Linked DNA regions of Oryctolagus cuniculus: region 2 is linked to region 1. Evidence: chromatin contacts called from public Hi-C data. All regions are on one chromosome and are shown on one strand. Each heading gives the region's core, a stretch centred on a gene start, on an enhancer-like site or on the middle of the called end of the contact. The rest is flanking DNA. Distances are from core to core; before and after follow the strand shown. Region 1 has its middle 95 kb from the start of KLRG1. Region 2 has its middle 32 kb from the start of PHC1.

Region 1 (2,718 bases), core at 79-2,578:
TGGACTCCTAATGTTCTTCTGATAGAAACTCAAAATAAAACTGAAGTTTCTGAATTTATGGAATCGCTATTTGGACCCTAAAGAGAGTCAGCAGTTTAATTGATGCTTCCAAGAACCTTGAGAATGAAGAAATCAATCTCATTAACTCATTCGTTTATTAATTCATTTGAATGCCTATCATGTTCACTGCATTGTGCTTTCTGCTACTGGAAGTGCAAAATGCACGTTTGCTCAGGGAATAGTAAGAAGAATAAGTTAAGACTCTTGGGCATCCAGTAACTTATTCTCAAAAAATTCTGGGAGAGACTTTTGTATGAATATAAATCTAGACTGCTGTTGACAGAAGAAATATCTTAAGATGCATTAAAAACAAAACCACACCTACTGATAGCAAAAGTTATTGTAAATATATTTGAGTTGATTTGCAAATCAGACGTAAACTCTTATAGAAATATTCATTTGTTAAAATCAAAGGAAGAGAGACAGCTAAAAAACATCGCTACCTAGTCACCTGTAGTATGAAACTGCAGCCTGCTGAGGCCGATCTGTAAGGGTGTAAGTTACTAGCAGAATGTATAAGTGGTGGTAGCCCTGTCTCCCAAGGAGTTGGCTTGTTGGCCATGCAAGGAAGGAAAAAGAAAATGCTTGCTAAACGTACAATTCCTTATTACTGCTATTTCTAATCGCTAATGTGAAAGGAAAAGGAAGTGCTGCATGAGACTTTGTTGTCGGGCTGAGTGCCACTATTCCAAGTTTTGACCACTAGCCTCAGAGCCACCCACAAAGGGAGAAGTTATGGTGGGACAACAGAAAGCACTGCCCAGCCTTCTGAGTAGGCAGTCGCCGGGGAGGTCAAAAACCAAGAAGTGACTGAAACTCAGTGGCCTGGTATGAAAGAGCTGCATCATTTTGTAGACCAGTATTCCCAAGGAACTAATAAAATGGGATGTCCGAGTGACTAATCAGGGACAGTGCTTTGACTTTAAATGCTGCTGCCGAGTGGAATAACAAGTCTAGGTTGACGCAAGGCCTGTAGTCCCCTACTAAGTAATCACAGATGACTCTCCATGGTCCAGACACACAGGAGGGGACAACTCCAATGCACTGGATCAAAACCACCGTAAAGTGTACTTCCCCTGAGACTGCCAGGTGGGACACCCACAGGAAGCTGCTGATGCGATTCGAGTGCTGACTGTGCCAACCTCCCAAATTAAGGTAAATAATGTGATTAAGGGAGGAGCCTCTTCTGTAAGGGCATTCAGTGTGATCTTATGGCTGCAAGATCAAACAGCACTCTGAGAAGGCTGACTAATGGTTCTTAATGTATCAGGGTCAGTAAAGAAACCAGCAAGTGGGGAGACACGGAAGAGTGAGTCACCCCATCAGTTGGAAGGTTTCGGATGATTATTGCAAAACGGGATGAATATGGCAGACCCTGATGGTGTTGAAACAAAGATGTGGGCGAAGTGTGGCTGCAGACTGGGTGGGCCAAGGGGACCACCTGAGGGTCCTGATGTTAAAGTCCTCTAAACAAGCCCTCTGTGTATACTCCAGCTTGGAGCAATTTCAAAGGCTAGAAGACCAAGATTACAATGAGAAATCCTATCCACAATCTCCGGAGGCTGTGGGTAGGCAGATTAATCAAGGTGATCACTAGTGAGGGATCAAGGTCCTCTGGGCCAGACCCTGGCTGGGGAGACCTCATGGATGTGTGCAGGCAAAGTGGCAGTAGATGGGACCTCTCTGGGACTCTGTAATGGCCATTCCTCTGATTCTGAAACCTGCTGGAGACCACAGAGCTAAAATCACATTGGGGGAATATAAAGATCCAATGGTGATGGGGTTAAGGTGCAGATTTTTCATGTGATTGTTTTTTTTTTTTTTTTTTTTTTCAAAATTTGACTGAGGCTGACAAAGGCTCTCCTTTTACCAAAACTCCAGTTCAACTTCTGAGTCCTTTCTCACTGGGCCCAACCTTGACATCTCTCTCTGTCCTTGTAGAGTCCAGTCTGAACAAGAATCCTGGTTGTCAGGTTAAGTGAGAATTCCCCACACTTGATTATCTGACCATTAGATATCTTTGTCTTTTAAGTATTTATTTATTTACTTGAAAGGCAAAGTGACAGAAAGAAGGAGAGACACATCCACACACACAGAGAGCGAGATTGAGAGCGAGAGCAAGAGAAATAGAGATCTTCCATTTACTGGTTCATGCTCCAGATAGCTACAACAGTGGGGCTGGGTCAGGCCAAAGCTAGAAGCCAAGAGAGCTCCATCTGGTCTCTCATGTGGGTGGCAGGAATCCAAGCACTTGGGCCACCATCTGCTACCTCCTAGGCACATTAGCAGGAAGCTGGATCAGAAGCACAGCAGCACTCAATTGGCACTCTGATATGGGATGCTCATATTGCATATAGCTTAACCTGCTGGGTACAACACTGGTCCCAGTCATGATTTTCACAACAGGTAAAAATTAAATTCCTTTCTCTCAATCCCTGAGCTTTTTGCATGGTATCTATTTGTGGTATTTTCCCCTTCCTTTTCAGCATGCTACAGTGAGTAGCTTAGTTATTGATGTCAATTGTTCCTCTCACTGTCTTAGAAAACCAGAGAGACACTGTTAAGTATCTAATGACCTTTGGTTAGTGGCTCCATCTGCTGGAGACAGTCTGCACTGCTTGCATTTTTTACCAGACACTATGTGCAGGGACACTTGGA
Region 2 (2,718 bases), core at 142-2,641, 180 kb after region 1:
CTTCAAAGAAATCCTCCCACATTCCCAGCAGGTTTTCTGAGGAAATTAACAAACAGTTTCAAATTTATATGGAAATTCAAAATGCAAGGAAGAGCCAAGGTTATCCTGAAGAAGAATCACAAAACTAGAGGACTCCACTTCTAGATATCAAGAATTTTAATAAAAACATAGTTTTTAAAATTAATTAGTTTATTTTAAAGTCAGAGCTACAGAGAGAGGGGGACAGAAAGAGAGATCTTGCATCTGCTGGTTTAACCCCCAAATGGCAGCAACAGCTGGGGTTTGGCAAGGCCGAAGCCAGGAGCCAGAAACTTCCTCCAGGTCTCCCACGTGGGCTCAGGGGTCCAAGGACTCGGGCCATCTCCCGCTACTTTCCCAGGAGCATTAGCAGGGTGCTGGATTGGAAGAGGAGCAACTAGCATTGCCCACATGGAATGCCAACATTGCAGGCCATGGCTTAACTTGTTATGCCACAATGCCGACCCTTCTGTTTTCCAAATAAACTAAATCAGGTCTGGTGAAAAGAAAATATAATCTCATCCCCAGGAGCTCCTAAAAGGTTTTAAAACAAAGGGATACCAGAGTTAGATTAGGATTTTAAACAGGACTGTCTAGCAGACCTGGAAGAAATCGACACTCAGAAGGGTTCACCGGGTGGAAGAAGATGGCCACAGGTATGGAAAATGAATGATCCATGATAGCAGACCCATGTAGTGGTGGAGGAATTTCAGTACAAAAGGCACAAAGACAAAGCTTTGTAAGACTGAGAATGAGAGAGGATAAACATTCGAGCCAGGGCTACAGAAAGAGGGATCAAAAGTTTTCTGTGTTCCAGATTGCCTGTTACATTTGTTGCTTCCGGAGGTGGGGCTCTTTCCTGATACCACGTCCCTTCCTCCATTCCATTTCTTTCTAAATCCTTGATGAAGGGTGCAATTTTAGGGAGAGCTCCCTCAGGAGACAACCGTAAGGAGGGAAAAGTTCTTGGGTCGTGGGTTCTGAACTGCTTGCCCTTTCTTTGTTATATAAATAGAACTCCTTTTCCTTCTTTTCCCCCCTCTTCTCACATTACCTGGATAATCCTAGCAGCACGGCTGCCGCCTTCCCTTGCCTGTTGGATTTCTGAGGTAATCGAGCCAAATCTTTGTATCCCAGTGGCTCAACATCTCCACCTAGAGGCCTCCAAAATTCTGAGACTCAATATACTAAACAGGACACACCAGTCATTTGTTGGTAAGGCAAAGAGACAGAGAGACATCTTCCAGCCACTGCTTCACTTGGCAAATGCCCGAAACAGTCAGGGCTGGGTCCGGCAGAAGCCAGGATCCTGCAACGCTACCTAGGCCTGCACTGTGGGTGACAGGGACACAGCACTTGGGCCATCAACCTGCTGCCTTCCGGCAATGTGCATTAGCAGGCAGCTGGACAGGGGAGTGGAGGCAGGGCTGCAGCCCAGGCACTGTGAAATGCTATGCGGGCATCCCAGTGGCAACTTAACCGCCGCACCAAACACCCACCTCAGCACGGACTCTTTTCTACGGCTCTACCCTAAATGATGGCACTGCCCACCTAGGTGGAAGGGGTCAGAATATGTCACTCCAGCTTGTGTCACTTTGCATAAAGGTTATTTGGAGCTGAAGCAAATATGAAACAGCAGACACCAGAGGCACTGTCTAGTCTAGTTTCTGCCTAAAAGCGAAGCCTGAATTTCACTTGAAGCAGTAGGACGTCTCCTTCCCCTCTCTCGTAGCAGCATAGCCCTTACCACGAGAGAAAGAAAGTCAGCACCAACTTGAATCTGCACAAATAACCTTGTCAAAACAATCCTGATCTTCCATGAGTGTCCTCCAGGTATTTACCACCTCTAGAAACCCAGGCCCCTTCCTCCTTTGTTAACTTGCTCCTATACAGTTTTGTCCTTCATCAAAATGACTCCCAGTCCTTTGGATTTTTACCTCTTTGTTGTGAAGTCCCACATATATGTGAAGTAAATCTTTTCTCCTGGTCGTCTTTTGTCATTTAACACAAAGCCCTCAGGCACTAAACTTAACAGGGTATTGGAAACGCTCTTCTGCCCCTGCGTAGTCCACAGTCCAGAGTCCTGGCCATTTTTCTGGACTTTTTCTGACTCTCCTCTTGCACCCTATGTTAATCACTGACAATAGTGAGCCACCTGAGCCTGGCTCAGGCCAGGTCGGAAATTTGCCCCCCATCCTTTTGTTTCCCAAAATCCTCAACCATTTGTGTTCTGGGAAAAGAGCCACTATTAAGCACCACAGTAGTCTGTCTTATACTTTAAAAGTCATCTCTGGGCTGGTGCTGTGGCGCAGTAGGTTAATCCTCTGCCTGCGGTGCTGGCATCCCATATGGACACCGGTTCTAGTCCCTGCTGCTCCACTTCTGATCCAGCTCTCTGCTGTGGCCTGGGAAAGCAGTGGGAGATGGTCCAAGTGCTTGAGCCCCTGCACTCGCATGGAGAAGAAGCTCCTGGCTCCTGGCTTCGGATTGAATCAATGGATAGATCTTTCTCTTTGTCTCTCCCTCTGTCTGTGACTCTACCTCTCAAATAAAAAAAAAAAATTCATCTCCAGCACTGGTGCTGTGATGTAGCAGGCTAAGCTCCCACCTGCACCAGTGCAGACACTGGTTCATGTCCCAGCTGCTCCACTTCTGATCCAGCTCCCTGCTAATGGACCTGGGAAAGCAGTGGAAGGTGGC

Evidence for each region. Hi-C and Micro-C count contacts between places; a contact is called where the count stands out from the background.
Region 2: a contact with region 1 is called in a Hi-C map of an unstated tissue, with 4 times the contacts expected there. The contact joins two enhancer-like sites. A contact is called at or near these places in 3 of 6 Hi-C or Micro-C datasets (ear pinna, psoas muscle and an unstated tissue).

The regions. Positions count from the first base shown.
Region 1 is chr9:101,194,598-101,197,315 of mOryCun1.1, forward strand. No RefSeq gene overlaps it. Among named protein-coding and RNA genes, the nearest start is that of KLRG1, 95 kb to the right of the region's middle. Within about 2 kb of position 1,329, at least 1 of the 8 cell types and tissues checked has an H3K27ac peak or open chromatin away from gene starts, as enhancers often do.
Region 2 is chr9:101,372,335-101,375,052 of mOryCun1.1, forward strand. No RefSeq gene overlaps it. Among named protein-coding and RNA genes, the nearest start is that of PHC1, 32 kb to the left of the region's middle. Within about 2 kb of position 1,392, at least 1 of the 8 cell types and tissues checked has an H3K27ac peak or open chromatin away from gene starts, as enhancers often do.